Regions from separate parts of the Sus scrofa genome. Here region 1 is linked to region 2. The links are chromatin contacts, called in public Hi-C maps. All regions are on one chromosome and are shown on one strand. Each heading gives the region's core, a stretch centred on a gene start, on an enhancer-like site or on the middle of the called end of the contact. The rest is flanking DNA. Distances are from core to core; before and after follow the strand shown.

Region 1 (6,197 bases), core at 364-2,863, 100 kb before region 2:
GGGAGGACACTTGGGGATGAAGAAGGGGGGGTGATAGAGGAAGGGGAAAGGGAGAGGGAGAGGCTTCCCTAGGAAGGGGGTGGGGTAACAGTGAAGGAATGACAAGGGGGAGGAGGTCCAAAGGAGCCAAAAGGGGTGGAGAGATAAAAAGGTGAGAATGTAAGGGAGAAGAGGAAAAAAGAAAGAGGAAATGAGGGGAACAAGGGATATGGATGTTTGCTTTTGTGGCCATGGGCTGAATGTAACTGAAGACATGTCATTGATGTTCCCCCCTCACTTACATATATGACCTGTGAGGACATTAAAGATATTTGATGTTAGAGACAAAACACTTTTTTCAGACACTGTGCTTGCAAAAACTATAGGTTTAAATGTAAACAATTTTTATTATGTACAAATAGAAGTGGATGTGTAATAATTTCTTCTGGCATCTTCGAATTTAGCATTTAAAGATTGATCTCTATGCAAGTTTTAATTCCAATACGTCCGGTATTTTCATGACTCTGAGAAACATATGAATTAAAAGAAATCTTTTCACACAATGCAATAATGAACCAAACATGGTTTTGAGGAAATGTGAACATGAAAACTATTGTTTGCACTAATTAGAAAATAGAACAAATCACCTCTTTGAAGTCAAACAGTGCTAGTATCTTTACCTTATTTGTGGAAAAGTCAAACATTTCTATTGAAAGTACTTCAATAAATATTCTCTTTATTAAGTGTAAATGAAGTTAAAATGTAGAACATGCAGAAAACACTAGACCCTTAACAATAAATTATTAGAAAATGGATACTAATCCACCATGTAAGTGCTGGAAACCAAATAAAAACAGGAACAATGAAACATTTTTTACAGTTTGAACCAGTTTAAAGAGCCTTGCAGATATTACCTTGTTGTTCTTTTATAGAAATACCTTCAATGATTCTAATAATGTGTAGCATTTTCCTTTAGACTATACTTAATGCATGCTATTTTTTAAATGCATTATCTTACGGTTAAACAATGCTTAATTCTCTATCCTGACAAAGAATCCAGAATACAAAGGAGAGCATAAAAGTATTACAAGAGACAAATAACTTCCAGATTGCCTAGGGAAGCATTCCAAGATGTTAACAATCCAGGAGGGGAACTTTTAAAAACCATTTAAAGTTTCCAGTGCTGTTAACATGAAAACAAGTTAGTACAAGAACATCTTTATCTGGAACAACCAGAGAACTTTTAAATACAAAAATGACAATATTCTTTTTAAGCAAAAATAAAAGGCAGCATTCAGGTCAGTTCTACATTTCACAGCTGGGAGCTTAGAGAGGAAATTAGCTTTTAGGAGACCTATTTTCCCCTTTAGACCTATTTGTAAGAAAAAGTAAAGACAAAAACCCCATAAAGTTTCTCAAAATTAGTACCTACTCACCTTCCTGTTGTTGTGCCAAAATAACAGTGGGATGAAGTAGAGCAAAAAGTAACCAGGTCCCCTTTTGCACAAAGCTCGTCATGTCTAAATATCAGACATGAGACTCTTTGTGCAAAAAGGAGAAAAGAAAAGCAGTTCAAAGTAGCACCATCAGTTGTTCCCTGCCCTTCAGCACCGGGCCCGTCATAAAACTCAGCCACTGAGATTCCTGTGCTTTGGCCTTAAATAGGAAAAAGTTTGGCTTCCCTCACTTTCCAGCCCCTTTCTGAAATATGAGAGCAGCACCCATCCCCTTAGCAGTAAAAGAAATGATTAATATGTCTTTTTCCCTTATGGAAGACACAACCCACAAAGTAAGAAAGATTACACATCTGGAGCTTGTGTGCATCTGTTTATGTATAAGTTTTTTACATATTTTAGTCATATATATGTTTGCATAACTTAGATATAAAAATGTTCTGCCCTGAGTTTTAATGGAAGAATTTGATGTATGTATTTTTTCATTTTCCCTCATAGTATTAACAAATGCATAATTTTGAGAAATTGCTTGATGCCCTTTTTTTAAGCATGACTAATTTGCAAACCTGATCTTCCTAGATTTTTATACTGGGCTTTTGCCAGAATCCACCCGGCCCAATTTAAATAGGGAACTGTAAAAGATTAACTGGAAGAAAAACCTCTGATGTCCCTTTCATTCATCATCCACTCTGGGTCCTGGAAGTTCAGTTTCAGGCACATGTCAAAGGACTAAGTACCTAAGGTATGTTTAAACAGCACCTCAAAGGTTAGATGCTTATCTATAGCTGTTTCTACTCACAAATTTCTTTAGCCAGCCAAAGGGGGACCTCTTCTGAGATTTCAAATTTTATGCTGCTTGTAAAAACTGAAATGGATTTTGCCAGAGAAAAATTTAGCCTTTCATGTCTTGACTTTGTAAGAAACAGAGAAAGAGCTTATCAAATGAAGTGTCAAAACAGTACCAAAAGTTATCATTTTACCTGGGTTGGTATAAATGCTAGTATAAATATTTCTAAATTTTCTAAAATTTCCAGGCCACATTAATATAGCTTTTCAATGTATTTCTGGATCTGAGGAGTAATTTCTGGGCTATATTTGGAAGAGGAACAAAAACTATTTATAGGTAATCTTTGCAAGAAAAATATGCTTGTTCTCAATACCAGATTATTTCTAGTAATAAAGATATTCCTTTACATCCTAATCATCAGTCCATGGTTCCTTCAGTCATCGCTATATTCTACATGAACTATTCAATTCTAATCAAAATATTTTGCATTTATTTTATTTTTTCCACATCAACTAAATGATGCCCATCCTCATGCATGTATGTGCACATAGTATTCTCCTCACCTCACACCAATTCATGGAAGTCACTGCTCTAGTACCCAGTTTAAAACTTTCCTTTATTATGCTTGTTTTCAGCTTCTTCTTTCTCTTTCTCCCCATTCATGTTACTCAAATTTCACATATTATCTGTATAATTCTAGATGTACATCTATTCTATAACCAAGCACAGAAGTACATTTGCCTGCCTACAGGCCCAGTTACAAAAACACAAAGCCATCACAATGTAGATGACATCATCTAGTGACAGGAAAAGAAAATTAGTTGGACCAATCTCTTGTGCATCTTCTGATTGTAGACTAGAGAGTCACTACTTGAAGGAAAAACAAGTAACAACTGAACAGTCATGAAAATAAGCTTTGCTACTGGGTCATAGTGGAGATGTTGGGGGAAAAGACTCATTTATATGCTTCTCCCTTTCAATCATTTAATTTTTTTCTTAAAAAATCCCCTTGTGTTCAAACCAATTCAGAAACATGATTTTTTTTTTATTTTTAGCAAGTCTCTGACACTTACATAAAAATTTTGTATATCTATATTCATTATCTTATTATTTTAAACGATCATTAAAAGTTTAAATGTATTAAATTTCTTCATTAGAATTTTTATTATTTTTAAAATAATGCTTTTTTCATGCATTTCATGTACAATTTCTATTGTATTTTTGTTTGTCCTAAAAGTCTTAATTTGGTTATCCATTTAAAAAGTTTTATACCCATGACAAAAATTCACAATTGATGCACTCATTTTAGACATGTTAGCTGATATTTTGCACACACACCAAAAAAACATTGTTGTGTTTTAGGGTATCCACGAGAGATCCAAGATAAATCTCATATTCCTGATTTTCTGATTTAGCATTCTTGACCACCTCAAGTATATTTGGAGGTCCTGCACCAGCATCCTTTGCATTCTGTGTCCCAGATCCTCTTTTCCCTCTTCATATCAAAATGTTTTCTTATATGGTGTCTAGATGGATGTGAATCTCAGCTGGGGTCATGGCTGAGAGACATACATGCTGGTAAATTCTCTCATGCAGCCCAAGAGCTGATGCCCTCATTGTAATCTAGACACACATTTTTTTTCCATACATCCTGGACTGCCCTGATATTAACCAGCTCACATAGACATGTCATTTTGCTCTCTGGATTGCATTTTGAGTTTTAACACAAATCTAAACACTTGCACCAACTAAAGCACTGATTAATCTGGTGCTCCTTTAACCAAGAGAGTGACTAGAGAGATGAGGCAAAGCAAGGGTGTGGCAAATTATCAAACAGAAATTCAAATCTTTTCCAGTTCAGTGGAAAACAGAGCTTGAGAAGAGATACATAAGCACAGCTGTGATGAACTCAGTAGGCCAGTGAATGTCAGCAGTGCTCTCTACAATAGCAATAAGAAAATCAATTATCTCCATCATGAAAAACACATGGAAGAAAAGCCTCTCTCACTTGTACTGCTTCATGTATGATTTTCTTTTTTAAAGAAAAGGAGATGTATTTTTTATGGATATTTTCTTTATGCTTTCATATCACTGTAGGACCTTGTAAAATGTATCTGTGATAAGATACATTTAAAACATACTGACTCCATAGCAGAATTGCAGCCTAAAATAGGATAATTTACAATTGTAAAATACAAGGTAAGTTTTCTTTGCCATTCTTAGAAGGATCAGTTCACTTACTTTATGTGGTGAAACCATGTTTGGAGAGATGTGTTCCCTTTAAAATAATTTAAACAAATACCAATGTGTGTGTGGTAGAGCCAAAATGTGGTTGAAAAATGTCATGTTGTAGTTGAAGGACCTGGATATATTTAACCACAGATATATCTGAGACTGGGGCAGTAAAATTGGTAATGAGACATGACAAGCAAATATTTGAACAATTACTATGATTAATTCTGCAAGACCCTTTAATTTCCTCTTATTTTCCACATTAGAGTTAATTGTTCCCTATTTTTGTTCCTATAGAACTGTATCGATAGCCACTTCTCTTTAACATAGAAATTTCACTTTTGGGCAGGATTCACATTTCCTTGACCTTTAGTAAAATGAAGTGGGCTACAACATTTTCATTTTAGAACCACTAAGTATCTCTATTTTTATCTATTTCTTAATATCCTTTGCTGGTAAGTCCAAGGTTCTGCATTTCTCTCCTTGAATTTTTCAGCTGAAAATTACCCCAAGATTGAACAGAAAGTTCAAAGAGTTTACATGACTCTCAAAATTACTCATTGGAATTGGAATTAAAGAGCACACTTTCCAATTTTTTTTTTCACCATGTTTTCCACTTAGATTAGTCACTGATGTGGTAATAATATTTTTATGCAATTTAGGAATTGGGTGACTACATATTTTTTCCCAAAGAAGGATTGTAAAAGGATGGAGAAAAGAGAAAGGATAAAGTTGTAGAGTTAATGGCCAACTAAAAAAGAAATATTCTGATTTTAACTCATTAATCCTTAATTTCCAGTGTTGCTGTAATTTAAAAAGTTTGGAATAAATACTCATTAATTTATACTGAATGAGGGAGCTCAGTCTTAGGGTGTGCAAGAGAATTCACATTTGTGTTTGTATGTCTTGTGTGTATATGTTTACCTGTAACATATATGCACATACATATTTAATATATTCATATATAGTTTTAAAGGTTGACAAAAAATCTGAGCAAGTAAAACTTCCTGGAGACTGACTTAATATACATGTTTGAATTGGGAAAGTTTATAAAGTACTGTAATGTGTTCTCCTGGAATGAAATCTTTATATATTTATGTTTCAATGATATATTTTTGCCATCCTAATTATGACAGTTATATTTGAAAATTCATAGAAAATTGGAATCCCTCTCATTAACTAACATATGGATTCATCCCAGAACAGTATGACTCTTTTATAAATTTTGCCACAAAGGTGACACAGAGTCTGGGATCAACATCTTGTAGGAGTTCAGAAGTTCCCTATTGGGTCTTCAGTTAACTTAATCATTCTCAGGATTGAAGCTCCACTCTGTAAATCCCACCAGACTTTCTATCAAATATAATTTGTCATCTGAGTCATACTTAGGAATTTTCAGCAGTATCCAACACAGCTGCAATAGCTTTTCAGATGAAGCCAATTCTGTCTGAAGATAAAAAGGCCCAAATCACAATCTTCTGATAGAAGCATGAGATAGGAGGCCAAAGTCAAACTCATTGGATTTACATGCTTCCAATGGAGACTGATTTTAATTCCTTTCAATATTTTTACATTCAGATATTCCACAGGGGGCCATATTTAGGGTCTTTTAATCCAAATAAGTCTTCGGGCCACAGAAATTTAGAGCCATCTGCTTCTCTCTACCAAAATAAATGGAAGTAATATGGCCTTTCCAGGTATAACTTTACATGAAAACTACCTCCTCTTCAGGTCATAATTATTAC
Region 2 (6,989 bases), core at 4,333-6,832:
TGAAACTCCAGTTAAATTCAAATTATTTTTGTGGATATTGACAGTCATTGTAAAGTTTATATGGAGTGGCAAAAGACTTAGAATAAGCAACACAATTTTGAAAGAGAGGAATAAAGTTGAAGAACTGATTCTACCCATCTTCAAGTTTTGCTATAAAGCTGCAGTAAACAAGATAATGTGGTATAGGTGAAATAATAGACAAGTGGATCAATGTAATAGAATAGAAAGCCAAAAAATAAACTCCCATGAATATAGTCAACTAATCTTTAACAAAGGAGCAAAGTCAACACAGCATGGCAAAGATAGTCTTGTCAACAAATGGTGCTGGAACAATTGGATATCTACATGCAAAAAAATATGTATACACAGATGTTACAGCCTTCACAAAAAAATAACTCAAAATGTATCATAGACATACATAAAAATCATGAAACTATAAAACTTCTAGAAGATAACATAGGAGAAAATCTAGACGACTTTGTGGATAATGAGGACTATGTATATACAACACCAAAGGCAGGATCCATGAAAGAAATAATTAAGTTGGAACTTCATTAATATAAAAAATTTTTGCTTTGCGAAAGACAATATCAAGAAAATGAGAAGACAGGTCACAGACTTGGAGAAATCATTTGCAAAAGATTTTTTTTTTCTTTTGTTGTTGTTGTTGTTGTTGTTGTTGTTGCTATTTCTTCGGCCGCTCCCGCGGCATATGGAGGTTCCCAGGCCAGGGGTTGAATCGGAGCTGTAGCCACCGGCCTACGCCAGAGCCACAGCAACGCGGGATCCGAGCCGCGTCTGCAACCTTACACCACAGCTCACGGCAACGCCGGATCGTTAACCCACTGAGCAAGGGCAGGGACCGACCCGCAACCTCATGGTTCCTAGTCGGATTCGTTAACCACTGCGCCACGACGGGAACTCCTGCAAAAGATATTTATGATAAAAAATTATTATCCAAAATATACAAAGAACTCTCCAAACTAAACCATAAGAAAACAACCCAGTTATAAAATGAGCCAAAGACTTTATCAGACACCTCACTAAAAGAAGATATATAGCAGGCAAATAAACATATTAAAAGAACTTCATATCATATATCATCAGGGAAATGCAAATTGAAATGATAAGATAGCACAGCAGTCCTATTAGAATGGTCAAAATTTGTAACACTGACAACACTAAATACTGGCAAGAATGTGGAGCACAAGGAACCCACATTCGTTGCTAGCGGGAATGTAAAATGATACAACCATTAAGACAATATGGAATTTTATACAGAATTAAATATACTTTTACTATATGATCCAGTACTCGTGCTCCTTACTATTGACACAAAGAAGTAATTCAGAAGTAGAGCAGAAGGTGACACACGGTCATATGACAAAAAAGAGGACCTAGTTAGAACAAAACACTCATTAATATCTTTGCTATTTTTGATTATTTTACCAATGCTATAGTGAAAGTGAATTAGTAGTTCAAGATAGCACCATACTCTCACACCTGTGGCATATGAAATTTCCCAGGACAGGGGTCAAATTGGAACTGAAATTGCAGCTGAGTCCTATGCCACAGCATAGCAACATGGGATCTGAGCCACGTCTATGACCTGTATCATGGTTTGTGGAAACACTGGATCATTAACCCACTGAGTGAGGGCAGGGATAGAACTTGCATCCTCACAGAGACAATGTTGGGTCCTAACCTGCTAAGCCACAACAGGAATGCCTTACATAAATAAGAACCATTAACTTACATAAGTGATTGTCCACAGAAGGAGTCAACAATTGCTCCCACACCTAAATTTATATACCACTTCTTCCTTCAAGACATAAAGCTATACCTCACCCTTAAATCACAGTGACCATATACATGAAATAACTTGTGACATAAAAATTTTCACTTTTTAAATTTGGCCATAGACTCTAGAGACAATTTTAATTCACTTAAGCTATTAATTTGTGATGAGGCTAGAATAATGGTTTGAGATAGCAGATAGGAGAGGAAAGTCAGACTTGTGTCAGCTACATAAATTTTTTTTTTATGTTGAGAAAGTATAGTACGTGGAAGGACCAGCTTCATACAAGATGGGGTCTATAAAGAGAAGACACTAGAAACACACCCCCCAAGAACGTTGAACGAAAGGCCAAAATTTCATTCATTTTGTTCCTAAGAAAATAATCACTTCAACAAAGTCTTAAAGAGCCATTCAAATTCTTTATGATAATATATTGTGTTTGATAGACTAATGTAATGAAAAGAACACTGGGATTGGGTAATGAAATCATGGGTTCAGTTTGGGCTCAGGCACATTCAAGCTGTGTGCTTTGGGAAAGTCAAAAAACTTCTGTATCTCAATTTCTTTTTGTATCCAATGAATTATTTAAACCAGATGAAACTAGCTCAAAACTTTCATTGAAAAAGATACATGCACCCTTATGTTCATAGCAGAACTATTCGCAAGAGCCAAGACATGGAAACAACTTAAATGTCCATCAACAGATGAATGGATTAAGATGTGGTATATATACACAATGGAATACTTCTCAGCCATAAAAAAAGAACAAAATAATTCCATTTGCAACGACATGGATGGAATTAGAGACTCTCATACTAAGTGAAGTAAGTAAAAAAGAGCAAGACAAATACCACATTATATCACTTATATCTGGAATCTAATATATGGCACAAATGAACCTTTCCACAGAGAAGAAATTTATGGACTTGGAAAACAGACTTGTGGTTGCCAAGGGGGAGGGGAAGGGAGTGGGATGGACAGGGAATCTGGGGTTAATAGATGCAAATTATTGCATTTGGAGTGGATAAGCAATGAGATCCTGCTGTATAGCAGAGGGAACTGTATCTAGTCACTTGTGATGGGACATGGTGGAGGATAATGTGACTATATATATATATATGACTGGGTCACTTTGCTGTACAGTAGAAATTGACAGAACACAGTAAATCAACTATAATGGAAAAATAAAAATAATAAAAAATGAAAAATAAACTAGATGATCTTCAACATCCTTTGAACTGAAAAGTTTTGATTCCATGATTAGTGCTTATTATAAATACAGCATTAGCTAAATGTCAGATTTATGCTGCTGTGGTAGTGTTTTCATGGAATTATGTATCTAGTTCAAGGAAAATGATTGCATCCTTAATTCTGTTAGCCTTAGGCTAAAAATGAGTAGGATAATTAGCAGGCCCTTCTAGATTGCATATAGTTTTGGAAAAGAGACTTTGAAGGCTTAAAAGTTTAATAAAGATTTGAAGATTACATTTTATTTTCATATCTTAAAAATACATAAAAATGTTAAAAGACTGTATTTAGTCATGGTCTTTCTTGCAACATTAAAATTGGTCTGTTCTACATGACAAAGACATTTATAGGCCTTAGAGAAATCAGTCTATTAGGAAATCCTCAACTGGCCATATGTGTACTATTAAGCATTTTCATTTGGCACTTCTTTGCAATTAGAATTCCAAAGGTTGTGCTGACTGGTTGTGGATACCATATGTTTGGCATTAGTCCTAGAAATTCTGCCACATGTTGGTTTTGATATCACAAGCCCTACAGTGAAGAGAAACAAAAGATTACCAAACATTTCAAATTGATGTCTAAGCCCCACATTTTACAATCAAATTAAGTATAAAGACTACGAAGATTACAATTATCTGTTGGTGAAAATTGTTGAGTGTATGTACTGTGCTCAAAGCATATCTTCCAAAATATATATTCAGAACAAATAACAATGACCCTTGGAATAAACAAATTGATTTTGTGTTGTTTAATTTGTTTAGAAAAAGAAATTTAAGGCCAAAGTTTTAAGTTTACCTAGAATTGAAAGAGTGCATGACAGTCATTGGGGACTTTAAGACTTTTGAACCATGTCTTTATAGAAGAGAGTGCATAAGAAATCTATTTTGTGTGTACATAATAAGTAGTAGCTTCTTAACTGAGAAGTCAAGAGAGAATTTGGTTTTAGTCTATTTCCACTAAAGCAAAGGAATATTGTCACCAAAATGACTCTTTTGAGTCTAATAAAATGGCTCAAAGGATTTGCTGTCTTTACCATTCCTGACCTTGTCTTTTTTTTTTAGTGGTCATTTCTTAATGTTTGGCAAGCAAGTAGACTCAGTTGATGACTGTATCAGTATAACTGAGTAATCAGAAAGAATGACAAATTATTAATATGCACAGAGGGACCTAAAAAAGGGTGGGTTGTTGGTAATCTCTTTAACAGACATAGTGAAAAGAAGAAATAAAGAAATGTCTCATCCTTATCTTTTCAACCACCATTGACAGATTCTAAGAGCAATGAGAGCAATAATTCTACACCTCTGCTTTTGCCTTCTGCAGATAAGAACCATTGAATCAGCCTATGCAGTGGTTGAACTGACTGAGAACTGAGAATACACCCATGTCTTAGGGCTAGACTCTAAATGTATTTGACTTAGAGCTGTCAGGTGGTCCATCAAAAGATGTCAGAAGTACAAAACAGATCATCTCTACATGGCTTTGGAGTCTAAAATTAGCTTGAGAAGATTGGAGAATTAATGCATCATGAAAACTTAGTCAACTAATGCAAGATTCAGAGAAGCAATTTTTCCTGACTCTTTTGCTTCTACCCCTGATCAACTAGTGGCATAAATGTTCACCAGGTTTCATCAGGATTACATGTTTTAGGTTCACAGGGAATTGTATGCCAGAGAGTGGTTGGTTTATTCATTCTTCACTCATGCAAAAATGTTTCTGTGCTACTACTGAGTTCCAGGTACGCTGGTAGAAAAAGGAAACTTAGCGGTGTTCAAGAAAAGCATGATTATCTGCCCTCACGCAGCCTCAAGTCCAGAAATAAAGCCATTAAAATCACACAAACAATTATACAAATTGGTATTTACTAGAAACAATGTAATTTGACATGAACCTGAAGTACTGGGACCTATGTGGATCTATTACTGAAAGACCTAAACTATTCTTAGAATTTATGGGATGTTTCTCTAAAGAAGGACATTTATTTTAAGGTCTGAAAAATGGATGAAGCCAGAAAAGGAAGGGGCCAGAGTGGAAAGTGAAAGTGTTTTGCTTGAGCACTGCCTTTGGAAGTAGGAGAGGTTACTTTTTCAGATTATTGCACATAAATAAAAAAAATCTTCAAGGAAAAATATTTAGAAAAAAGTGCATTTTGGAAATCCTTACCATATATAGTGGCACAGACCTACACAGAGGAAATACATGTGAAATAAGCAGGAAATGTTGAAATTGAAACAAGAAGATAAATATAAAATATTTTGAGGGATTATAAAATAAAAATATGGATCACTTTATAAAATATTCAGTAGTCAAACCAGACTATGCTCTGCTCAATAGGAGCAACCTGATGGAATTTGTGTTTTACTGGTGGTGTTTTACTGGTGGGAACTAGTGAAAACTGATGTCAATATAGAAATGTCACTGCTAAGATCAATGTGGAGAATTGGAAGCACTTCTCAGAGATCCCTGGCTGCAGTATTATTAAACTATTTCTCTATTGGCTGAGTTGATTTTCACACCCTCCTGAAGGGGAGAGGGAAAATACTGTCAACACGTTACAAGTGATGTTCTAGGCAACTGTTCCCGCGCCCCTCCTTTCTTCTTATTTCCAGTATTCCACAAGCAATTTTCAGCACCTGAAAATTAGGAATCATCTAATGTGAGCATTGAAAATATAATTTAGAAGTATATGAAATATATAGCATAATAACAGATGCATATACATAACTGAGAAAAGAGGCCAGTGTTTTCCATTCCACAATTTAAATCCCCTTGACCAGTTGAGGAAATCCTTAAGTAGAGCAACTGGACCAAATAATTTTCCTGCCACACACAAAGCCACGCTGGAGTCAGGGTGCTTCTGTCATCATTCAGGCTGTATCTCCCAACTGTGGTTGGGGCTCCACCAGTCTAGGGGGAATTACAGACTGCTACTTCTGTGATAATGCTGCTAGCAACTGGTTAGAGAGATCTGAGGGTATGTCGAGAAAGTTCTGAGGACTCCAAAAGGTCATTGTGACCTAGGGCACATGAGTCAGCCCTTTTTAAAACTCCAGGATCCTTCCCCTAAGTTTTCTTTATCCTGTGTCTCCAAGGCCAATAAAAGGAATAAATGGTTTGAGACACTCAAATGCAGCCACCGGACGATGGATCAGGCTGTGTTTGCTTTTTGGAAACCTCAAAGCTTTGGCATTTAGAGGAAGTAAAGCAGGGTGGGGAGCACTGCTCAGTCTGGAAAAGGGAGAGCCTGGAGGCTGGTGCTGACTAGCAAGGGGAGCCAAGTGGTAAAGTCATGGGGGAAAATATCTGGAAGTTACTTAGAAGTAACTGAGCCAGAGCCAGTATCTTTCAGCAAATGGCCTCGGGTGCCCCCTGGTAGTACATTTACAAGAGATAGCTCCTCTGTTTCAGTCTAATACACTTAGATACACGGAGATGGCCAGTGTGATTCAGATTTCATAAGAGATGCTTCCCCCTGCATTTTTCCCCCTCAGCTTTAATTCTACAACTATTTAAAACAGGAGATGTGGTAGTCTTTGCAAACCATTTTCACCCAAATAAGCGTAGTTTCTAAAGCTTGAAATAAATATTCCCTCACAAGTTACAACATTGGACAGAGTCTTGAAGATTCTAGGTCTATCAAAAAATAAATTCAATGTAAGTAAAGTGACTGAGTCAGGTGCAAGGACACCAGGTTAGAAATTTAGTCCCAATAAATCTATAAAAGTAGTAGTCGTAATTGTAACGCTTTACACTTATGTAATAGGTTTTCACAGACCTTTCGCCTTTACCTCAGTCGTTCACAACAACTAGTGAGGTAAGTGGAACAAGAGTTATTATCCACATTTTACAAATGAGGAAACTGAGACTTACAAAGACTGAATTTGCCCAAAGAAATGGTGAAGGGTAATGCCAGGACTGGAAGACAAGCTTCCAAATTCCAAGTTTA

What was found. A called contact is a pair of places that touch in the nucleus more often than the background predicts.
Region 1: a contact with region 2 is called in a Hi-C map of omental adipose tissue, with 1.6 times the contacts expected there. The contact joins the promoter of COL3A1 here to the enhancer-like site in region 2. A contact is called at or near these places in 5 of 47 Hi-C or Micro-C datasets (embryonic fibroblasts, mesenchymal stem cells, mesenteric adipose tissue and 1 more).

Annotation. Positions count from the first base shown.
Region 1 is chr15:93,552,330-93,558,526 of Sscrofa11.1, reverse strand. It overlaps COL3A1 (collagen type III alpha 1 chain), which reads right to left and starts at 1,613. Exons shown (of 51, transcript NM_001243297.1): 1 at 1,416-1,613. The coding sequence starts at 1,497.
Region 2 is chr15:93,452,419-93,459,407 of Sscrofa11.1, reverse strand. No RefSeq gene overlaps it. Among named protein-coding and RNA genes, the nearest start is that of DIRC1, 42 kb to the right of the region's middle. Within about 2 kb of position 5,582, at least 13 of the 83 cell types and tissues checked have an H3K27ac peak or open chromatin away from gene starts, as enhancers often do. A contact at or near this core is called in omental adipose tissue, where this site is marked.